Linked DNA regions of Mus musculus: region 2 is linked to region 1. Evidence: chromatin contacts called from public HiChIP or PLAC-seq data. All regions are on one chromosome and are shown on one strand. Each heading gives the region's core, a stretch centred on a gene start, on an enhancer-like site or on the middle of the called end of the contact. The rest is flanking DNA. Distances are from core to core; before and after follow the strand shown. Region 1 holds the start of Nhej1 (non-homologous end joining factor 1). Region 2 overlaps Nhej1 (non-homologous end joining factor 1).

The links. HiChIP or PLAC-seq counts read pairs in DNA pulled down with a chosen protein or histone mark.
Region 2: a contact with region 1 is called in an H3K4me3 HiChIP or PLAC-seq map of craniofacial prominence, with 4 times the contacts expected there. The contact joins the enhancer-like site here to the promoter of Nhej1 in region 1. A contact is called at or near these places in 10 of 39 promoter capture datasets (the HPC-7 cell line, cranial neural crest, embryonic stem cells and 6 more), 1 of 15 datasets of contacts at CTCF or cohesin (large pre-B cells), 4 of 484 Hi-C or Micro-C datasets (embryonic fibroblasts and embryonic stem cells), 21 of 115 datasets of contacts at active chromatin or transcription factors (the 230-238 cell line, bone marrow-derived macrophages, craniofacial prominence and 14 more) and 3 of 9 other capture datasets (adipose tissue, liver and pancreatic islet).

What each region holds. Positions count from the first base shown.
Region 1 is chr1:75,122,600-75,126,615 of GRCm38.p6, forward strand. It overlaps Nhej1 (non-homologous end joining factor 1), which reads right to left and starts at 2,627. Exons shown (of 9, transcript NM_029342.4): 1 at 2,537-2,627. Slc23a3 (solute carrier family 23 (nucleobase transporters), member 3) reads right to left here. Exons shown (of 12, transcript NM_194333.3): 11 at 3,743-3,838; 12 at 2,942-3,419. The coding sequence ends at 3,130.
Region 2 is chr1:75,038,823-75,042,594 of GRCm38.p6, forward strand. The region is part of intron 6 of Nhej1 (non-homologous end joining factor 1); the gene reads right to left. Among named protein-coding and RNA genes, the nearest start is that of Nhej1, 85 kb to the right of the region's middle. Within about 2 kb of position 1,774, at least 42 of the 459 cell types and tissues checked have an H3K27ac peak or open chromatin away from gene starts, as enhancers often do. A contact at or near this core is called in craniofacial prominence, embryonic limb bud, pancreatic cancer cells and 1 more, where this site is marked.

The sequences.
Region 1 (4,016 bases), core at 1,377-3,876:
TCCCAGCAACCACATGGTGGCTCACAACCATCTACACTGGGATGTGTTGCCCTCTTCTGGTATGTAGGTATACATGCAGAGAGAACATTCCAATAAAATAAATATTTAAAAAATTATTTTCAATTAAATAAACAAAAGTCCAACCTACATAGTGATGAGTTCAAGGCCATGTAACCCTGTCTCAAAAAACCTATCTAAAATAGGGGTTCACTTTTAAGTCTTAATTTATTTGTCCTCTCACGATTTTATACATATATAAAATCTTCCCCTAATCGAAAACAGAAATTCTTACCTAAAGTCTGTTCAAGTTAATCCTCTACAATTATGGAAAATTCATGTGTATATGCATGATGAAAGATCCATGAGGGGCCTCATATTACATGACAGACACACAGTGACACACATAGTAAGAACAAGAGCAATGTCCCAAGTCCCTTTCAACAAATGAACAGGCCGCACATTTCACATCGCAGAGGAAGTGACAATTCCACTTCACTAATTGGGTTCATGCCCACACTAAGGCCCACATCACCAACAACATGCTTTCTGTGCAGCTTGGAACTCCTGGAGACCAATATTTTTACCTCAATAGAGAATGCTATATCTGGGCTGGCAAGATGGCTCAGCGGGTAAGAGCACTGATTGATCTTCCAAAAGTTCTGAGTTCAAATCCCAGCAACCACATGGTGGCTCACAACCACCCTCAATGAGATCTGACACCCCCTTCTGGTGTATCTGAAGACAGCTTATTTATAATAAGAAGAAAAATATTTAGGCTGGAGCCATCAGGGACTGAGCCAGCAGGGCTGATCGGAGGGAGCAAAGGTCCTAAATTCATTTCCCAACAACCAGATGAAAGCTGTATCCTCAGCCTAGTTGAATATATAGCAACTAAATCTTGACAGAATTTACTTTTCCTGTGGATACAAAAAGTCATATAATTTCATTATTTCCATCCATAAATAACAAAAGGAAAGGAAGTGCCAAGAGGTAAATGCTTAGACTACAAAGAAAATAATAGAATTTCTGTTTAAATCTGAGTAACAGTCATTTCAGCTTGGTCTAAGCCGTCATCTTCCTAGCTTTCAAACCACTTGTCTCATGTCACTCACTAGTTTGCACTACAATTAACACGTGGAATACAAATGTATATCTCAGAAAGACTACATACATGACAGGGACCCCGAGAGAGCATAGAGCCTAGTGATATTACTGCCATCTTGGTTCAAGTACATGCATTGTGTGATATCTATATGGGCTAAAATTGCCTAACAACACAGTTGTCAAAAAACATCTGGCCATTTCAAGTGACACAGGACTACATATATGGTGGTTATTTGCAGCCACCTTGAAACGCTGTGTGTGGAGATGGTTATTTGTATCCTGGGCTGTTCCAACAGGATAAACTGGTCTCAGAATGATTAAAGAGTCTTCACTGGGCAAGAGTTTACACTGGGAAAGATTAGACATACAAATGAAGTTGCCAAACCCTCTAATTTCCCTTATAGGCACATCCTGGCATGCACTCTGAAACTCACCAAAATTGAGCTTATTGGCCTAACTGGTTCCGAAGGTCAAAACCCACAAGTCGATGGTTTTGTCTGAATGGGAGGAAGCTGTTTTAATGTGGCCAGGGACAGCTGGCCCTATAAAAATGTCTAAACATCCAGTCTGGCTGCTCCTACCACTCAGCCTGGTCTTGAGGTAAGTATAACTCAGTGAGTCAGGCATGATGGGGCATGCCTGTAATCCTAGCACACAGGAGGCTGAGGCAGGAGGATCTTGATTTGGAAGCCAACCTGGACAACATAGCAAGAGACTTTCAAAACAAAACAAAGTGGTAGAACGGACTGGGGCCTGAGACTGTTCACAGCATGGAGGGAGAAGGAATCTAAGTCCTCTGGGGTTTGACTCCCCGCCCCACACTCCGCAAATTGGTCTTCCATGATCACGTTAACCAACCTCGCGGGTTTAATTTGTCTTTTAAAGGAGAGACTGTGAAGTTGCACGACATTCTACCACTCGGGTTCCTCTCCCAGGGATAGTTCCTAAAATACCCTGCAGGGGGCAGTAAGGTCCTACAGACCATCTGTCGAGCCCACGCCCTGTGCCACCAAAGAGGGCAAACCTTAGGCCCTGCCGCCAAAGGTCACACGCCCCGCCCTCGAGCGCCCTAGGCGTCCATCTGCCCCCCCAACCCCCGCTAGAACTTTGTCGCCCGCCTCTCATTTTTACAGCATCCGCTGCACACAGTTACGGCTCAGGGCCCCAAAGGGGAACAAAACTAATTCATCCCAGCGGGCCAAACACGAAGCCTGCTAAGGAGGGGCTTCACACGACACACTAAAAGGCAGAGGCCGAAAACGGACTGCGCGTGCGCAGGTCCGCCCACTCCGGGAGGTCCAAAGTCGGGCTGCGCGCGGTCCCTTCTGGGAAAAAGCGCCCGGGTCAGGGGCCACTGCACGAGTTTATCTTTGCTTTTCGGCGTCCGGACAGACCCAGATCTCGGCGCCGACACGAAACCAACCCCACCTACCGTCAACGGCTGCGGGAACTCCCACCCTCCTCAAGGCGGGCCTGTCCTGGTGCGCAAACTGAGAGGCCACCCCCCCACACACAACACACTCAGGAAGGCGGGGTCTTGGGTGTGGGCGGAGCCAGGGCCCTGGTGGGCGGGGCCCGAACCTCACTTGTTAACGCCACTCGCAACTCTGCTGCTTTCCTAATTCCTTTCCTGTTGCCCTAAGTTGAAACGAAATACTACTTCTCTCTTGCCTCTTCATCTTTTTTTTATCTGCTTTACATTTTAGTTACTTATTTAAATCTTAAATGCAGGGAGAGGGCAGGGACCCTGTCGTATTCATATCCGTGGATGTAGGACCTTGCTCATGGCAAAGAGTAAATATTTGAATGCTAGAGTTCATTCAAGAAGCCTTGACAGTTTACAGGCAGAAATCTCATTTATTCAGTTCCAACCCGCTAAACCATGGCCTCTGCTCAAGTCTTAAGAGGAGGAAAGGCAGCCCATTTTGCAAGTGGGCCACATCCACCTCCACTGGGACAAAGTATACAGACTCCAGCAAGGTGGCAGTTACTGCTAAACTAAGACAAAAATGGTGGTCTTGATGATTACTGGGACCTAACCCCTTCTCTGCTAGCTGTGGAGTACGATTCCCCAGAGTTAGGCAACAAGTCGGCTCTCTCTCCTGTTTTAGAGGATCCTCCTTCATCCCCAGAGTCTTCAGGCATTGGACAGAGGCAGTGGAGAGGCTGTGGGATGCAGGAACACAGGTTTCTGATGGGTAAAGGAAGCCCATACTCTTGAGCAGCTTTCCTCCTGGATTGCTGAAGCATTTGAATTTCTTGGGCAGTGAAAGAAGTTGGCAGCCTCTGACCTAAGCCTCTCTCAGCCCGTGTACCTGTAAAAGAGGGGTGATCAGGATGGAGAGATAGCTCTTAGGAGCTGGTACTGCTCTTACAGAGGACCCAAGTTCCAAGTCCCAGCACCCATGCCGGATGGCTCACAACTGCCCGAATCTCCAGGTCTGGGAGGATCTACCATCACTGATCTCTACATTTTATGAATGCAAATATCCAAAGACACACATACACACATATGCATAATTTAAAATGAAAATTAAGGTTTTTTTTTTAAGTGAAAAATAAGTAAAGGTCACTGCCCTGCCCAACCTAGGGAGTAGTGACTACCTAGCCACTCCCCTGGGACCTGGTCTCAACTTACCAGATATAGTGTTTTCTAGGAGAAAGCCCAGTAGACCAGCTAAGAAAATGGGTTCTGCCAGCAAAGAACGAAGAAACATATCCAGGGGGCTCCAGCCTACAAAGGGTTGGGGCCAGGCAGGAAGGTAACTGATACTGTCCCAGGCAATGAGTCTTCCCTTTCAGACGTAAACTGCATCTCAAACCAGGGACACATCTCACTAGGCTGCCATTCCATCCCATCTACCTTTTCCCTCTACACACTCCATTCCCCACACTCAGGCCCTGCCCAGATT
Region 2 (3,772 bases), core at 524-3,023, 85 kb before region 1:
GAATCAAACAGTGATGTTGTGGGAAAGAGAGGACGGGTTGTGCTGTAGAAACCATACTAAGAAAAACTGCGGCACCTTGGCACATCCATGTAATTCCAACTCTTGGGAGTCTAGGGGAGGTTCATGAGTTTGAGGCCAATTTGGCCTCTGAGGGCGACTATCTCAAAAGGAAAAAAGTGAGGAAAAGGACTTTCCAAGCACCATATAGGAAAAATCTAAATGGAGAAGGGTTGGCCAACTCAATTTTCCCTGCCTCTTTTCTTGATATCTGGATCATTCCATATGACAAACAGTCTGGAGAAGGTTATAGGAATAACACCATGGTCTGTTATGTCTGAAAGAAGAGCTAGCTGAAGGAAGGAAAGATCAGGGCCCACAAAGGGATAATACAGAAAACAATACCAGACAAATGAATGAGATGTGTCCAAGCAGGAAGCTATAACACTTTAGGTGTATAAGTTCAGGGCACCATGATGGAGGATCAAGATGAAGAGGTAAATAGGTCCAGTCTTAATAGCATACAAGGAATTTGGACTTTACCCTACATGCCACTATAAGAACCACTAAAGGACTATAAGCAAGAAAGCAAGACAATCATGTCTCTTTTTCAAAGAGACTATTCTGATAAATGTAAATTTAACTGGGAAGCAGAAAGAGGATGATGGGAAGGCAGGTAAGAGGGCAGTTGCAGCATCAAGCCAAAAGGGTATCAGCTTATCTAAGGCAACAAAAGCTAGACTAAAGAACAGACTCCATGGTGGTTGGTGAGTCATAATTGGAAATGAAAACCAAGAAGAAAGCAGCAATGCAGGTGAAACCTCAGTTTCTGGTTTAGGGAACCGATGGATGATGGTTTAATCTACCAAGGCAAAGAATACAAATAAAGAACGGGTTTAAAGAAAGAAGTAACTAATTCATGTGGAGCATGCATTAGAGGCACTGATACCTACCAGTAAGATAGATATCCATGTGGAAATATCAAGGATGCAGAAAAAAAGCATGGGTCTATATGACATGGTGCTCTAAAACTAGCTCTCAGTGGTTTACAGTGCTGTTGGGACTAGGCTCTCAATGAGACAACCCAGAGGAAGGGAAAATAAATAAGATCTTGGATCTGATCCTGGGTACCATGAACATTCCTGACACAAGGTTTTTTGGTTGTTGTTTTTTTGTTTGTTTGTTTGTTTGTTTTTGTTTTTTAAAAAAAGGAGACCCATCCAGAGAAAACAAGGAAACCCCCTGTAGATGCATGTAACAGGAGAGCAGTTTTCAGGTTGCTCCTGAGTCTCCCCAGGTCTACCCAGTGCTTCTGACATAAACTCAAGCTTAGGAAGAGCAGCAGTGGGTAGCTTTTTAATGTCAAGTAATGCTCTAGAATGCTGCAACTAGACTACAGCTACGGCTACATTTAGGATACTGAGTCAGATCAATGTCAAATATCAAACTTCTTAGCTAGTATATCACACCAAGGAGATTATCTAAGTGTCCCGAGACATTCAAAGTACAGCAACGGGAGATGTTGATGTGTTGGCTATCCTTGTGTAATGTCTGAGAAGAGAGCTACAAAATCCCTATCTCTGTAAGGGCCCCCACCCAGAGAAAGCCAACAACGTGCAGTTGCCCAGGTTTTGGTGTAAAGGGCTGATTCCTAGCCAGAGGTTGCCAGCTGCAGAGGGCGGGGCTCTATTTTGGGCTGCCTGCTGTCGCTGAGCCTGTCCGAGTCTGGTTTGAGCAGCATGCAGCCCCAGTGACTCACACACCCATGCTAACCGCCTGTGGCTCAGTGGCATGGCCTCAGAAAGCCAACCTCAGGCCAGCTCCCTCCTCACCCTATTACACTGGGATAAATAAATAAAGAGCCCGCCAGCAGCCACACAGCCTGATAGCAACCAGATGGGGAAAGAAAGGCATGGGCAGGGCCAGGGAAAGGAACTCCTCCAACAGAACAGCTGTAAGGGGCTTCACCAGCCTGTGCTCATCCGTAACACAGTTATCCTGCCATGTGTAACAGTCCCCAATTCCTCAGCTTCTCTCCCACACTTAAAGATGCCTCTCAGCACTTTAGCCCCAGCCCCTGTTACGTCAGGCAGAAGCAGGTAGATCTCCAAGAGTTCAAGATCAAGCTGTTCTACATAGCAAATTTCCCCCTTAGTTGGGTCACTAGCAATTGGTGTCCATATGTTCTCTGAAAATGAAAAGTTAGAGGTTCTTTATCTTATTGTATTTTGTTTGTTTGAGACAGGGTCTCTATGTAGTCCTATCTGGCCTGGAACTTGCCATGAAGACCAGGTTGGCCTTGAATTTGCAGAGATCTGCCTGCTTCTTCTACCTCCTGAGTACTAGGGCTAACTAAAGGTGTGCACCTGGCTAAGTCAGAGTTTCTTAAGGGAAGAAGTAAAGCAAAAACATCAAATATGAGGAAGTACCCCTGTCTAATGGTTAAATATCTTCTCTAACTTTAGCATCCTAGAACTCTCTATGCCCTCCTGGCCCTGTACTGTATGTGTCCATGGCCTCTTGCCTAGCAGGATTTCCAATGGGAATAGAAGTAGCCCCAGGCACTGACCGCATGGCCCTCTGACACTGGCCTGGCCTCCTTGCCTGTTCATCCCAACTGTCTCCCTGGTTTGTTTATTTTCTATTCCATGTTGCTTATTTTGATGGCACATCCTTTCAATCCAGTCTTGGATGACCTCCTGACCCTTTTATGTCCTGTTTATAGGACCCCAGGCAAGCATAGTAACTGAAAAGATACTGTAGCTCTACAGTCCCAGTACAAACCTTTCAGTTCTAGCAGCTACATGAGACATTCTGAAGATAGTACAGGCGCCCTAGAGGTCCCAAGAATTCTCATTACCCAAGCTCCCCTCAACAGAGCATACAGACTTCAGCCACTTACTGCTGCAGCTCAGTTTCCTTATCTTCAAAATAGAAATCTGAGACTGGAGGGATAGCTCAGAGAGCAAAAGGCCACCAACCCTGATGGCCTTGATCCTCAGAACACACATGGTAGAAGAAGGCTGATTCCCACAAGTGCTCTGAACTACACTACAAACACACACACACCCCATACAGACACACAGATATACACATACCCCACACAAACAGGCACACACCCCATACAAATAGACACACACACACACCACAGACACACACACACCACACAGACACACACACACACATACACACACCAGACAGACAGACATACACCATACAGACAGACACACATACCCCCCCATACAAACAAACAGATACACACATACACCATACAGACATACACCCCATACAAACACAGACACACAGAGAGACACACACACACACACCATACAAACACACAGACACACATACCCCATACCAACAAACAGATACAGACACACACACACACACACACCACATTTTGTTTTACAGAGTCTTACTATGTAAGCTGCTTGGTACTCACTGACCAGGGTGGCCTAAAGCTCATGGTAATCTTCCTGCCTCAGCCTCCTTATGACTAGGATGTTATAGCCATGAGCCACACACCTAACTCAGGTGCTATGTTTTGGAACCAAGTGCTCTAATAATTCTGGTCCTCTGAGAGCTGAGTGGAACACAGCCAAGACTCACAAAGTTTAAAAAAAAAAGAAAAAGAAAAAGAAAAAGACTTGAAAGACAGGAAGCTGTAGCCTTCTGGTATTTTTTAATTTATTTGTTTTTTTTTTAACTCTCTGTGTGTGTGTGTGTGTGTGTGTGTGTGTGTGTGTGTGTGTGTGTGTGTGTCACAGGACAGTTT